Regions from separate parts of the Mus musculus genome. Here region 2 is linked to region 1. Evidence: chromatin contacts called from public Hi-C data. All regions are on one chromosome and are shown on one strand. Each heading gives the region's core, a stretch centred on a gene start, on an enhancer-like site or on the middle of the called end of the contact. The rest is flanking DNA. Distances are from core to core; before and after follow the strand shown.

What was found. A called contact is a pair of places that touch in the nucleus more often than the background predicts.
Region 2: a contact with region 1 is called in a Hi-C map of pre-megakaryocyte-erythroid progenitors, with 5 times the contacts expected there. The contact joins two enhancer-like sites. A contact is called at or near these places in 3 of 484 Hi-C or Micro-C datasets (LSK cells, macrophages and pre-megakaryocyte-erythroid progenitors) and 1 of 115 datasets of contacts at active chromatin or transcription factors (large pre-B cells).

The regions. Positions count from the first base shown.
Region 1 is chr6:124,197,966-124,204,974 of GRCm38.p6, reverse strand. It overlaps Vmn2r27 (vomeronasal 2, receptor27), which reads left to right. Exons shown (of 6, transcript NM_001104642.1): 4 at 4,252-4,476. Among named protein-coding and RNA genes, the nearest start is that of Vmn2r27, 30 kb to the left of the region's middle. Within about 2 kb of position 2,639, at least 35 of the 459 cell types and tissues checked have an H3K27ac peak or open chromatin away from gene starts, as enhancers often do. A contact at or near this core is called in pre-megakaryocyte-erythroid progenitors, where this site is marked.
Region 2 is chr6:124,372,196-124,379,204 of GRCm38.p6, reverse strand. No RefSeq gene overlaps it. Among named protein-coding and RNA genes, the nearest start is that of 1700027F06Rik, 11 kb to the right of the region's middle. Within about 2 kb of position 3,509, at least 133 of the 459 cell types and tissues checked have an H3K27ac peak or open chromatin away from gene starts, as enhancers often do. A contact at or near this core is called in pre-megakaryocyte-erythroid progenitors, where this site is marked.

The DNA.
Region 1 (7,009 bases), core at 1,390-3,889:
TTATTATATGTCAGGAGGAATTTCTTTTCTTGTCCAGTCTATTTGGAGTTCTGTAGGCTTCTTGTATGTTCATGGGCATGTCATTCTTTAGGTTTGGGAAGTTTTCTTCTATAATTTTGTTGAAGACATTTGCCGGCCCTTTACGTTGAAAATCTTCATTCTCATCTATTCCTATTATCTGTAGGTTTGGTCTTCTCATTGTGTCCTGGATTTCTTGGATGTTTTGAGTTAGGATCTTTTTGCGTTTTGTATTATCTTTGATTGTTGTGCCGATGTTCTCTATGGAATTTTCTGCACCTGAGATTCTCTCTTCCATCTCTTGTATTCTGTTGCTGATCCTCGCATCTATGGTTCCAGATTTCTTTCCTAGGGTTTCTATCTCCAGCGTTGCCTCACTTTGGGTTTTCTTTATTGTGTCTACTTCCCTTTTTAGGTCTAGTATGGTTTTGTTCATTTCCATCACCTGTTTGGATGTGTTTTCCTGTTTTTCTATAAGGACTTCTACCTGTTTGGTTGTGTTTTCCTGTTTTTCTTTAAGGACTTGTAACTCTTTAGCAGTGTTCCCCTGTATTTCTTTAAGTGAGTTATTAAAGTCCTTCTTGATGTCCTCTACCATCATCATGAGATATGTTTTTAAATCGGGGTCTAGCTTTTCGGTTGTGTTGGGGTGCCCAAGACTAGGTGGGGTGGGAGTGCTGCATTCTGATGATGGTGAGCGGTCTTGATTTCTGTTAGTAGGATTCTTACGTTTGCCTTTTGCCATCTTGTATTCTCTGGAGCTAGTTGTTATAGTTGTCTCTGGTTAGAGCTTGTTCCTCAGGTGATTATGTTAGCCTCTATCAGTAGACCTGGGAGACTAGATCTATCCTTAGTTTCAGTGGTCAGAGTACTCTCTGCATGCAAGCTCTCCTCTTGCAGGGATGGTGCCCAGATATCTGGTGTTTGAACCTGCCTCCTGGTAGAAGTTGTGTTCCACTCACCAGAGGTCTTAGGATCCCGTGGCGGATCCTGTGTGGGTCTTTGTGGGTGTCCGGAGACTCCCCCGGGCCAGGGACCATGGTGCTGCAGTGGGCCGTCAGGAAGGGCTTTTGTTTTTTTTTTTTAAATTAACGTAATTATAGTTCTCATGTCCTTTTTAACTTCTTGAAAGTTTGTTGTTCTGAAGTCTACTTTGTCTCTCTTTAATACACTATGTCCAACTTTCTTTTGATTAGTATTAACACAGTATACTCCTGCATGCCTTGTTAATCCACTGTTGTCTCTTTCTTCCTCCTTTCAATTGTTTGAGTATTTTCTTCTTGCACACAATGTGTTTCTATCTAATCCACTTCTTGCTTCCTCTCATACACTTTCTCCCTCATCCATATCACCTATCTTCCCAGCTACATGTGCTCTGTTTTGTTAAGCCCAGTGAGTCAACTTAGGTCTACACAATATGCATGAATTAAGGACCATGTATTCTAGCAGTGGTAAGCTTACACTTCCTCTATAGCAAAGGGACACTTACTAACCCTGTTGATTTCATGTTAACTAGCACACAGTGAAGTATTGGCAGCTTTTTGTTGTCAGGTTGAGTATTGTGTTTTATTCCAACGCATTTCTGTTTCAAATTCATGCATTGAGAGAACTCACCTTGAATTGATTATTAATCTTTTAATATGAATATCATGTGGGGATTTTCTATTTGTGGGCAGTTGATCTTTGTTATCTTTTCTTTATCTGATTTTTTTAATTTTTAAAAAAATTCTTTTGACTTCTTTAGATTTAATTGAATATTTTTTATTGTAGTTTTTCTTATGTAATATCAGTTATAGATTAAAAATTCTGGTGGTTTTCTAATATGTTCAAGACACACTTAAAATTATTGCTTGTCAGCAATGCTGGGTCATTCGACAACCTTTTTGCTTTCTCTTTCCTATTTGTTGTAACTGTGCTGTCAAGCATTTCATTTATATAAAGATGTAGCTATGTGGTATTATTTCCACTTTGTGGTTTTGATCAGATTATAGTCTACTACATAAACAAAGAAAATACAAAGCTCTATTTTACTATGGCATTCTGCTTTACTGCTCTTTTCTTTATATCAGTTTAATTTTCTAGCTTATACAATTTTCCATTTCTCTGAAAGTTTCCTTTAACATTACTACAAGGCTGGAACATGATCAAAATATTATTACTTTGTATTTTTATCTCAGGTCACATCTATTTGCCCTTCACTTTAAGAGGACAATTTTGCTGATTCAATCTTATGTGTTAATCATAGTCCTCTCTAAGGAAAAGGTGTTTTTCACATTTATTTTTCAGAGAATTTGTTTATTTGCTTTTTTTATTTTAAATTATGAGGTTAGATTTAGTTGTTTTTAATATCCATCCTATATACCCTATTAAAATTATGCATTCTTTGACAGCTACATATAAGCTTACAATAACATAATATCATCTGTTCATTCATACTTCCTCTATCCCTTCTTTCTCTCCATCCTCACAGATCCCTCAGTCTCTCGCTATGTCTCTATCATATATGGACATATTTTTTTTTCATGACCCGCTGCATTTATGACCCAAAGGCCTTCCATGTGGGCATGAGCATGCAGCTATCTACTGATGCAGAAGGAAGTCAAAAGGGGTGGTGAAATAGGGAAGTGAAAAGGGGTGGCTGATGACAATGATTTCCTCTCCTTTAGAATCACTTGGTTTCTAACATTGCTCACGTGAGTGGCTCGGCCCCAAAAGCCACCAACCTCATCTTTGGTTAAATATTTTTATGGCCTCAATCTTTTGCTGGTCTTATACAGGCAAACTTAGCCCCCACAAGCTCATGAGTGCCATTACCATTTCACACCTAACAGATAACATTTCATGGATCTCCTACCCAGCATCTGGCTCTTGCATTCTCTCCATCCCCTCTTTCACAATGTTTCCTGTGCTTTGGGAAAAGTCACATGGCTGTCACATTTAAATATTAGCACTCAATACTAATTTTTTCCAAACAGTAATATTCTGGGCAAAGAGAAGATTCTTAGATATAATCTGACAATGGCAGTATTCTATTTGTGTAAATATGCAGGATGCAATTCCATAATGTGTCTTCTGGGCCAAACAGAAGAAGTTGGCTCTGCCATAGGACCACTGATCTCCCCAGACATGGATGTTGAATAAGTTTTCACTAACACATGTGAGTCCCTCTTGTAAAGAAGTCCTCAAATACAATCACTTAGCAGTTGCTTATCTTTGTAATAGTTGTGTCAGTATTTCTCCAGTATGCAAATTGTGTCTGGGAAGTTGGTATTATAGAGTGCATGGTCCACAATTGGGAAAGGCCTCTGCTGACTTTTCTTCCCCAGTTCAGCTCCTGCCAGTGAGAAATAGGTCAGAAATACAGACAAGGAGAACAGACAGTAGGGAGAAAGTTTTCACCTTAGTTCCAGCCTCCCTTCTGTGTCCTGCAGCAAAGGTGTGCTGTGTCTTAAGGAATAGGGTCTTACTATCTGCTTTTTAGTATAACCAAGGGCAATGATCACAACCTGCATACTCTTGGGGTCTTTTGGGGATCTTCCTAACTGCCACAGGGATTTTAATAGATAATAAACTGTAATAATTCTGTTTAAATTCTTTTTAAATTAGGTTTTACTTTGTAACTAGCTCAAAGTTTTGCTTTATGTGTGACTTCATACATCTTCAGGTTTGGTTAACTTACCGCATTCTATTCTCTCTGACTCTCATCCGTCTTTGCAGCTCTCTATGACATGACTCTATGCATTTCTATAGCACATGTGTTCTGCTTTCCCATTCTGCCTTATTTACAACAATCACATTTTAAAATTTGAAATTTTCATTTTAGTAGAACTCTCTTAAATAATTTATAGTTGTGAAAAATTGCAGTTTTCCCTGAAAAACAAGTATGCAAAAAGTTTAACATACCTCATTCAAATTGTTCTTATTTTTCAAAAAATAAAAAATTAGAATCTGGTGGACAGAGTCCTCCTTCCATTACCAAGTGACTGAAAAATGTTCAGTTTTCAAATTTGAATAGTGGTGACAGTGTTGGTAAATAGTATATGACTATGCTACTGTGTGCATAGAGCACTACTGCTACCATGTATTAGCCCTGTGATAAATGTTTGATAAACTGAACACTGATGAAAGTCACAGGAACATACATTCGTAGAAAGAGAGGGCAGTTAAAGTAGCCAGGTTTATGTGCTTCTCAGTGCTTACAGTGCAAGCTCTGATCACTATTTTCTCTTTTAGCTCCATCCATTCTTACAAAATGGCCAGTTCGTGAGACTCTCCAATGAGGAGAACATTGTGAACAAGGAGGGTTCAGCAACCAAACTTGACATCTTTAATTACCAGTCTCTGCAGAGCGGTACTGAAGGTCATGTGAAGGTTGGTGAATTTGTCTTCGAACCTCACAGAGTTCAGCATTTGTCCCTAAATGAAGAACTTATAAGGTGGGGTGAATACCACAATATGGTGAGTATTCTTGAAGTCATCACTGTGTGCTGCTCTCAGAGTGGAATTCCTCAGAGAACAGGGTTAAGGGATTGCTGAGTGCCATCAGTCTGAGAGTGCCCTTACTTCATCCATTCTAATGGTGAATACCAGAACTTTTTGCCTGCATAATCACTGTAAGAATTACTTTGGGATAATTATTCAGATGGTTTCATCCTTGTAATGAACAGATATACTCATGGCCTACCTATAAAAAAAAAAGAAAAAAAAACAACATCTTGGTCAGTTTTCTGGATGGATCATACATGTCAAGGCTCTAGTGGAACTGCCTTTTGTAAATAAATAAAGGCATGTGGACAAAACCAGTCTCTGCAAATGAGGATTTAAATATAAATAATAATAAATATAAATATAACTTTTATTTTCATGAAGTTAATTGTCATCTCTGAGGCTTAGTTCCTCCATCTGCTAACCAAACCCTATTTCTAGATGCTTCTAGACTCCTTACAATTTATTCTAGGCCTAGAATGTTTACAGCCTTTGAGACTTAGTGCTGAATAAGCTTACCCTCTCTATCTCTTTCTGAGTTCAGGCTTGCTGGTTCAACTCAGCTCTTCAGGCTTAAACCCTTCTACAAGTTGACTGGTTCAGTCTGACTTCTAGTCTCTGACTGAATTTCCTCTGCTTGGCCTCATTATACCTGTGGAAATATGTTCTAATCTTTTGGCTCCTTTTCATATTCTTACTGTTTCTGTCTTTTCCTGTGTTTAGCTTGTTCCTTCTGCAACCTGTCTCTGTACAACTGTCCCAGAAAAACTCACTGTGCTCCCTTCCCTGCAAAACTCATGCACTGTTTCTCTAAGGGGTTGATCGAATCCATTTAGGAAGGACTATGGCAAGCAAGCAAGATTTCTGGAGAGAGCCCAAAAATCTTCTGGATAACTGCAATGGGTACACCCTGAGAGGCAAAGACCCCTGAGACTTTGACTCAGATATTACTTCTCTTTCCTCTCACCATTCTCTTTCCTCTCACTATTTCTTCTCACTATTACATAGCTTAATGATTTCCTGGTGGTTTACCTATCCTATTGGGTAGATTTCCTGTGGAATCAATATGAAGATGTACTTTCATGTAGTAATGCTGGGTAGAAGAATTGATGATTTCCTAATTGCTAATCATGGTTTTATATAGCTTCTAAATTGATACAAGTGTTCTTAAGTGCCCTACAGAATAGAAGTTGCAAGTAGAGTTGTACAAAACTTCACGTGCCTTGGACTAATAGTGCAAGGTTTGGAACAAATTAATGATCAAGTAAAAAATTTTTATTCAACTATAGATCCAAGAAATAGGCCACAGGTGTTCCTTATGAAAAATAAGGTCATATAAACTTATAATGACCTTATACAGAGAAACAGTGCTTTGAACTTACAGTCTCCATTCGCTGTAATTCCCATTTGTTTAACATTGTATGCATGAGGTAATTTTATTCTTATATAGGAGAGTTTTGTAACTAAAAATGATAAATAACTTAAAGCAAAATAAAGGCTTAGAATAGCAATAGCCTCTTTTTGCTTCTCCCAATGTCTGTTTGTCTGTCTGTGTTCCTGATGTCCTTCCTTCTTGCCCTCTTTCCTTCTTTCCTTCTTTCTTCCTTTCCTTCTTTCCTCTCCTCTCCTCTCCTCTCCTCTCCTCTCCTCTCCTCTCCTCTCCTCTCCTCTCCTCTCCTCTCCTCTCCTCTCCTCTCCTCTCCTCTCCTCTCCTCTCCTCTCTCTCTCTCTCTCTCTCTCTCTCTCTCTCTCTCTCTCTCTCTCTCTCTTTCTTTTTTACAGGCTCAGGAAGAGTTAACCAAATTTTAGCTTCTTCCATGGCTAACATGAGACCCTTGAGTCAATGGTTAAAGAGCCCAAGTAACTAAGTTTTTTTTTTTTTTTCTTCTTACTCTTCTGCTGCTATCAGCAGGAGTCAATTGCAAGAAGTCATCAGCTTTTGGGCTAGGAATAGAAAAACCAAGTTAATTGGCAAAAGCTTTCACCTTTAACCTCCAGAATAGCAAGAGAGAATTAGATAATCAGAAGCCACCAGTTTCTGGGCCCCAGAACAGCAAGTGAGTGTTAATGGCCAGAGATCTTCAGCTTTTGTACTTCATCTGTTACTGTGTGTGCCCCCCCCCCCCCACCGCCCCGGTACCTGATTGTAGGAGCTAGGAATTTAGCAAATTGCCTTTCTTTTCTGTCTATTCTTATGAGAGTTTGGTCTATTCTATCTCTGACTCATTCTGCCAAATCTTCCACTGATTTGTCACTTTGTCTGCCCCTCAATTAGAAGTTATTTTTAAACATGAGTGCTTCATTCTCCAAACTAACTCTACCTTCTTTATTTGGGATTAAGGGTATATTCTAGGCCTGAGCCATACTGCAAATAGAAAGGATTTTTTTTCCAGGAAATAGCATGATCTCAGGGTTCACAGTGTGCATCAACATCCTGTGACAGTTATTTTTCTATTTGAATTTTAAATCTATATGCACATTCATATCCTTATTGTTGGAATTGTTC
Region 2 (7,009 bases), core at 2,260-4,759, 170 kb before region 1:
TTGTATCCCTTTAATGTCTGATATCAAGTGATGCTTTGGCCTAAGTTCCTACGCTGCACATTGTCTTTCTGAGTTCAACCCCTGGCTTTTAGTGAAGATGGGTTTCACATAATACCATTGTGTTATTGGCTCTTTGAGGGAAGGATGGTGCCTGCTAATCTATGTGTCTTTAGAGCATCAGTGTTATTGATGGAAATCGCTCTTGAGTTATCAGGTCTGACAGTCTGAGTGACTTTTGTAAGAGAACTTTTAATTTTAATTATAGACTCATGGGACAAAGAGAGGTTAATCAACTATCAAAGAGAGGTCTGCTGTTTCTCCTGTAGAGCTCCACTGAATACAGCTGTGGCAACCCAAGTTGGGAGTTAGCACTGGCCTGTCACCATTAACTAAGCCACAGACCTAATACAGTGCTCACTTTCCTTTAAGCAGCCTTTGTCTTTGCATGCTTGCACACACATGCACACATGTCACCATGGGCTTGCTTGGTCTTCCATTGAGATTCTTTTTATTTATTTATTTACTTACTTATTTATTTTGGTTTTTCGAGACAGGGTTTCTCTGTATAGCCCTGGCTGTCCTGGAACTCACTTTGTAGACCAGGCTGGCTCAGAAATCCGCCTGCCTCTGCCTCCCAAGTGCTGGGATTAAAGGCGTGCACCACCACACCCGGCCCATTGAGATTCTTTTAGCCAACAATCTGAATCTAGAGTTAGAAATAAGCACCACAGAAGAAACACCCACTCGCACCCATTCTCCTACTCTGCCGCTAACCTGCTCTGTCACCTGCCACTGAAAACTCATCCCCACCCCACAGTGTTGCTGTCTCAAGAGTGTGATGTAAATGGCACTGCGGCATATGCAACCCTCAGCGTAGACCTTTATTTGGTTAAATGCAATAATCTCGAGGCCTATGTAGATTCTCGGATGTATCAGTAGTTATTCTTCCCATTTCTGGTAGTATTCAATTGTATGAAATAATATTGCTAAGAATATTTGCTACAGGCATTTTGTGAACATTGTCCCTCCATCTTCCAGTGTTTTCTTCTTGTAAGTTGAGGAGAAGACAGGGCTCTGTGTGTCTCCCTAAGCAGTTTCTGATCCCTTCTTGATTTTTTGTGTCACAAAGGATTCTATGTGGTTTCCTGTGCTACCTTCAATGTCTCTGATAAGCACCCAGAAGAGGCCCATGAAGATGAGATTGTGAGTGGGTATGAAGTCCCCTGGGTGTGAAGACCTCAGCTCTTCCAAACTGGCAACTCACCTGGGATCTGTAGGATTTCATTAGAATGTTCTCATAGGGGCTGGCTTTTGTGTGGGTGACCCCTGTGTGGGTTAGGATTACTCGAATGTCTTGGGAATGTATGCATTTGGAGCTTGTCCATCTCCCAAGTTGCCAGCCGTGGAACACTGGCCTTTGCCCTCTGGGCACAGGCACATGCTCATTGCTTCTGAGATGGAGTGCAAGCAGATAAGCTTCCCAGATACAAACAAAGGTCCATTTTTCTACCCTTAGACTAGGTGCAAGAAGTCATTCTGGACTTCGGAACCAACACTGGTGCCAAGAAAAGTCTTCTGACCACACACAGAGAAGCATGAGACAGCTGTGTGGATCAGCCAGAGGCGCCTTTCAGAGCCTGGCAGCTTTGAAAAGAAGTGCAGTTTCTGCAGAGTTCTGTACTGTCCACAGTTTCAGGGCTCTTCAAGGGTCTTTGCACGTAGCACCTGTGTGCAAGCAGGGAAAGTGTTTTAAACTCCAGTGAGATACAGTTAGGAATTGGAACCAGAGGTCTGAGTTGTAAAAATCAAATAGCACACTCAGAAACAACGGAGCCTAAACAAATTAGATGTTATATCAAAGCTTGTGGAACTCAGTGCCAACAGGCCTGAGAGGGAGTTTGACCACTCATGTGTACAGTAAGAACCTTGAAAAAAAAACTCAGAATAACAGTGTTACTTCAGGTTTTAGGTGAGCAGGAATTAGAGTCCATTACCTCAGAGACAGAAGTAATAGCACAGAGAGCTAGAGACTAGAAAAGTTGTAAGGAAAAAGAAACAGCTTTGTTTGTTTGTTTTTTTTTTTTGAAAGATCAAAAACTTGATAGCTCTGAAGCTATATGAACTTGGTTTGTGTCAGCCTGACTGGGTTTGGGCTCACCTAGGAGACACAATTCTGGGTGTGTCTGTGAAGGTGTCTCTTGAGAGGTTTAACCCACCCTGAACTGGAGACGAACCACTCCATGGGCCTGGAGTTCCAGACTGAATCAAACGGAAGAAAGAGTCAGCTAAGCACAGCCATCTGACACCCTCTGTCTCCTGGTCTCCCAAGGCGCCCGAAGCGCACCTGACACCTTCAGCTCTTCTTCGATGTGGTGCTTTCTCTCTCTCTCTCTCTCTCTCTCTCTCTCTCTCTCTCTCTCTCTCTCTCTCTCTCTCTCTCCCTCCCTCCCTCCCCCTCCCTCCCTCCCCCCCCCTCCCTTCCTTCCTTCCTTTTTTATTCTTTCCCTTCATCTTTCCAGGAAACTGATATTCCAAACCACTTGTTCTTCCATGATATCCACCCAACTTTTAAAATGTTCTCTATGACCCTTGAGTAGTGTTTGTACTTCTTTGCCGGGGGTAGGAGCAGAGCAAGCAGCCTAGGTTGACGGCACCCGTTTTGTAGCTTTGGCCCAGATGGTGGAATGAAATGAGGAGATAAGGAACATGGCCCTGCTCACCTCTTTGCTTTTTCTCTCTGCATCCTCTTGCCATGCCAAAGCCCTTCACCAGTCCCTGCCCCACTTCCTGCCATCCACTGAGGTCCATTGAGGCTCCCGCGTCACCTTCAGGATCAGACTCCCAGGGTTTCAGTCAGTTCCCTGGATGCTCCTAGTTCTTTGCAGTTGATTTTGGGTCTGGAGAGTTTACTGTTTTGGTGGGAATAGGGAATTGTGGTTCAAAAACAAACTACCCCAGTTAGAAGAAAGGCATATTTTGAGAATACACAAAGCCATTTGTGTGTGTGTGTGTGTGGTTTTTTTTTTTTTTTTTTTTTTTCCTTTTCTGAGACAGGGTCTCATTAAGTAGTGTTGGCTGGCCTGAAATTTACTTTGTAGACCAGTTTGGTTTGGAACTCATAGAAATCTGCCTGCCTCTGCCCCCCTTCACTAGGATCAGAGGTGTACTCCACCACGACCAGATGTGGTCATTTCTGAGTTGTTACATGAAATACCATTATTGATACACGCAGTTGAAATTTCCTATTTCCCGTGCCCCTTCACCTCTGGACAGGCCAGTGGTGAGCCGGCTAGTTTAGTAAATTCTGTAGATAACTACATTTTTGAGAGAAATCTAAGATAGCACAGAACGCTCTCCCCGACAAGTGGAGATCACAAGGCCTCCTCTGCAATGTGTTTATCAGACACTAGCAAGGATGTGGCGAGCTTCCCTGCTCCTTGGTAGCCAGTGCTCGCTTTAACTGCTGTGGTTTGTGAGGGGAAGGAAACTGGCAACGCCCAGAGACTACAGCAGCTGCCTTCGCATTCAGGAAAAGGCGGTTAGCCCTGATTCTACTGTGTTGTAGCAGGCCAGCCAATGTCTAACTGCTAGAGTTTGGATTATATTCTATTAGTAAACTGGCTGTGGACAGGTTCCTGTTCGGAACTGCAAACCCTTCTGTTTATATGCGGAAGCTCTGCGGGCTGTTCTGCTGAAGGCTCTGCTGTGCGTGCTGGAGCAAAGTTCAGGCTCTGACTCCAACAGGCTGAATGCACAGACCTGGTTTTGAGTGTGGTCAGCTTGGAGCACGAGATACCTCAGATATGAGAATCAAGGAGAAATATTGGCTAGTCAGTGACTGGAGAAGACATAATCTTTTTTTATCTGACTTTTTACCTGTGGGCAAAGCATAAGATCGGGAGTAGGACAACTTTCTACTTTGCCTCTGTGGGAGAAAGAGCTTCACTGGCTTACTTCCGGTCACCTCTGTGTACCCCTGACAGGGAAGTCATTCTTTCAAACTGTTCAGATCTCTGCACCATACATCACATACTTTCCAGTGGGTTTCTCCATCTTCCTATTTCTATTATGTCTCTCAAAAGTTGTTTTTTTTCCCAACTTTTTAGATTAATTTGATTTTTATCAACGAGGTTCTATCACATCTTCATCTTTTCCCACGGGATAAAACAAGTTATTGGAAAGTATCCAGTAAGCTAAATATAAGAACCCAGCCCGTTTTGGGCATGCTTGACTGACTTAACTTTGAGCTAATCTGGACCCAACATTTCTCTCTGTCTGAGCACAAGCCACTCACCAGGGTTTCTCCTGTGATAATCTAGGATAAAGGTGGATGTATTATCAGTGCTGTGAGATCATATCTCTAGCTGCTCACAAAGCAGTTCAATGACAGACACCTGGTGAGTAGGACCAAAGTGTTTATTATTGGAGAACTTATGTAAAAGGGGAACACAATGTGTCATGGTCCTATCCTAGTACCACTATGGCAGTCTCTGAACTTCTAGCCTGGACCGTAGTATAGCTTGTCAGTACAGGCACATGGATTTCTCCTCCAGTGAGATCCTAGACTCTCTGAACTCAGCAACCTGAACATAGGGCTTCTCTTCCTCCTGCAGAAGTTTCTCGTTTCCCAGATCTTCTTCTTCTTCTGAGCAGTGTGAAAAACAAATAGAAATAGGAATTTTAGAGCCTCATTCTATTTAATAAGACCAAGCTGCCAGATAGTCTCAGGGAACCATGAAAAATGTGGGCAAGGCAAAAAGAAGCAACTAGGCTAGTGTCTATATAACATTAAACATACATTTAAACAAGAAACACAAACTATGCTTAAAGGGACCCCACGTTACAGGGAATATTCCAGATCTCCCTTGAGAATGGCAATAAATGAGCAGCAAGGAATCCCACATTTCCTCTTTGGCTGGGGGCCTGTAAAGTATGTAATTAGGCCTGCTTTGGCTGTGAAGAGCTATGGAGTGCACCCTCCACCCCAAAGCCTGCTTCAAGAGACCTCATGCTTCTCAGAGCACTCCTAAGACTTTATAGAGTACCAGACTCTGAGCAGATCGAAATCAATGATGTTTTTAAGTTGCATTTCTCATTTTGTTTTTCTTTCATCCTGAATTAGGCCCAAATATTTTTTTTCATAAACCACGCGACTGTTATAACTGGGAACCTCAAACTCCAATGTTTTCACATCCTCTCCAAAATAATCTAGAAATAACAGATGACAGGGTAAGGCCATTGTGCTTAAAACAGGAAGTGATGAACCTCTTCAAATTTTGTCTTCCAAGGAAGAACTGGCACTGGATAGCTCAAATGCTATCTTCCTAGTAATAAGAATTAGTAGAGCCTCTTGTTCAAACACAATTCATATTTTCAATACAGCCACTGCAGAGCAGCGAGCCAGGAGCAGGGTGCTACTTAGCCACCAAGTTCCGTTCCCTTGACAGCAACCTTGGGCATACCCAGATCATCCACTGCACAGGCGTGAAGCTATGGAGGAACTGTAGAATCAGTTCCTCATTTCTGTAATGTACAAAATATCCTTCATTTTTGTAACTGTATTCTGGGCCATTGGTCTTCCATCCACTAAGAGGAGACAAGGGTCCAAGGTGCAAAGCAAGGAGATGGGCTAGAGTTGTTCCTAGGATTCCAAAAGCCTTGAGAAAATTCTGTATTATTTACTTTATGGGGCTGTGCAAACTCTGTGGTCCCTTCAAATATAGCCCCCCCCCAGAGTCTATACTTGAAAGCATCCTAGGTTAATTGTTAAATGTACCAAATTCAAAACTGTATTACATTACCTACTCCAAACAAAACACTCAGCACATGCCAATGTTTCAGAGAAATAATAGTTTGACATTATTCACTACCTTTCAGTTTTTTAACATTTTTTTTTTAAGTTTGAGAAATATTGTCACAATAGCTAAACCTTAACATGGATCTGAAACGGTTAGAACAGTTGTGGACAGGGATCACAAGGGTGTCACACAAGTGTCAGAGTGAAAACGTAGAGTTTACAATAGTCAACCTAGCATTCTATTTCTTTCAGAATGGTCCCCCAAGGCCAGAACTCTCCCAGATGACTAAGACCACGGTTTCTCAAAGCCCCATTCTCTCAGTTTATCTTCCATACAAAGCTATGCCCTTTCCTCACATGGGCCCCCAAGGGCAGATCACTCTCTGAACTGCACAGGAGGACTCCCACTCCACATTGCCATTACACTGCTTGGCCATCGGCCAGGGAAGGAATGTTCTTAAAGACGGACATGAACGGTGAAGAAGAGATGAGAGCCAGAGCAGAATCTCAGCCTTGACATTTTTCCTCTTATAAAGACGCAGCATCTCCCGGGCCTCATAACGAGCCGCCATGTTCAGACTGTGGAAATAGCCAAGGTTCTGAAGTGGGACTCAGGAGTCATGAGAACTCCCTAGGTGATGATTACACTTAACCAGCATGCCAAGGAGGGCAGGGCCTCCATCTGTTCCCTGCTCTTTCTCATGCTCCTCACCTGGCCACCATGGGTGACATTCACGTCACTCGTGACTGAGAAAGGTTGAGTGAAGACTATTCTGACACATCTTTACATAGATCCTCCCCTGAATCTCTCAGATAATCAATCCCCCCCCCCTTTAATGGTCCATGGGTATCCCTAGATTCTCTGCTCAGTCTTATCTTCAGTCAATCTTCATCTACTTTAGATCTTGAATCTGTGACCCCACTGACCTTACTGCTCTTATAAATGACACCGTGCTTCCTTGATATTTCTATCCCAAAGACACACAGTCTGAGAGTTTGGGGGAACAAGTGACGTTGTATCCCAAACAAGTGGCGCCTCCCACCCACTGCCCACAGCTTTTGGCAATCCAGGCTCCTGGTGTTTTTCTAAAGCTACCTTGGCATTTTGATTTCTTTCTGCATTGATGCATCATCAGGAGAAGGAGAAAAAGGAGGAAGCAAGGTCCCAGGCTGAAACCAAGGATACTTGCCACAAAGAAGATCCCGGGCCCA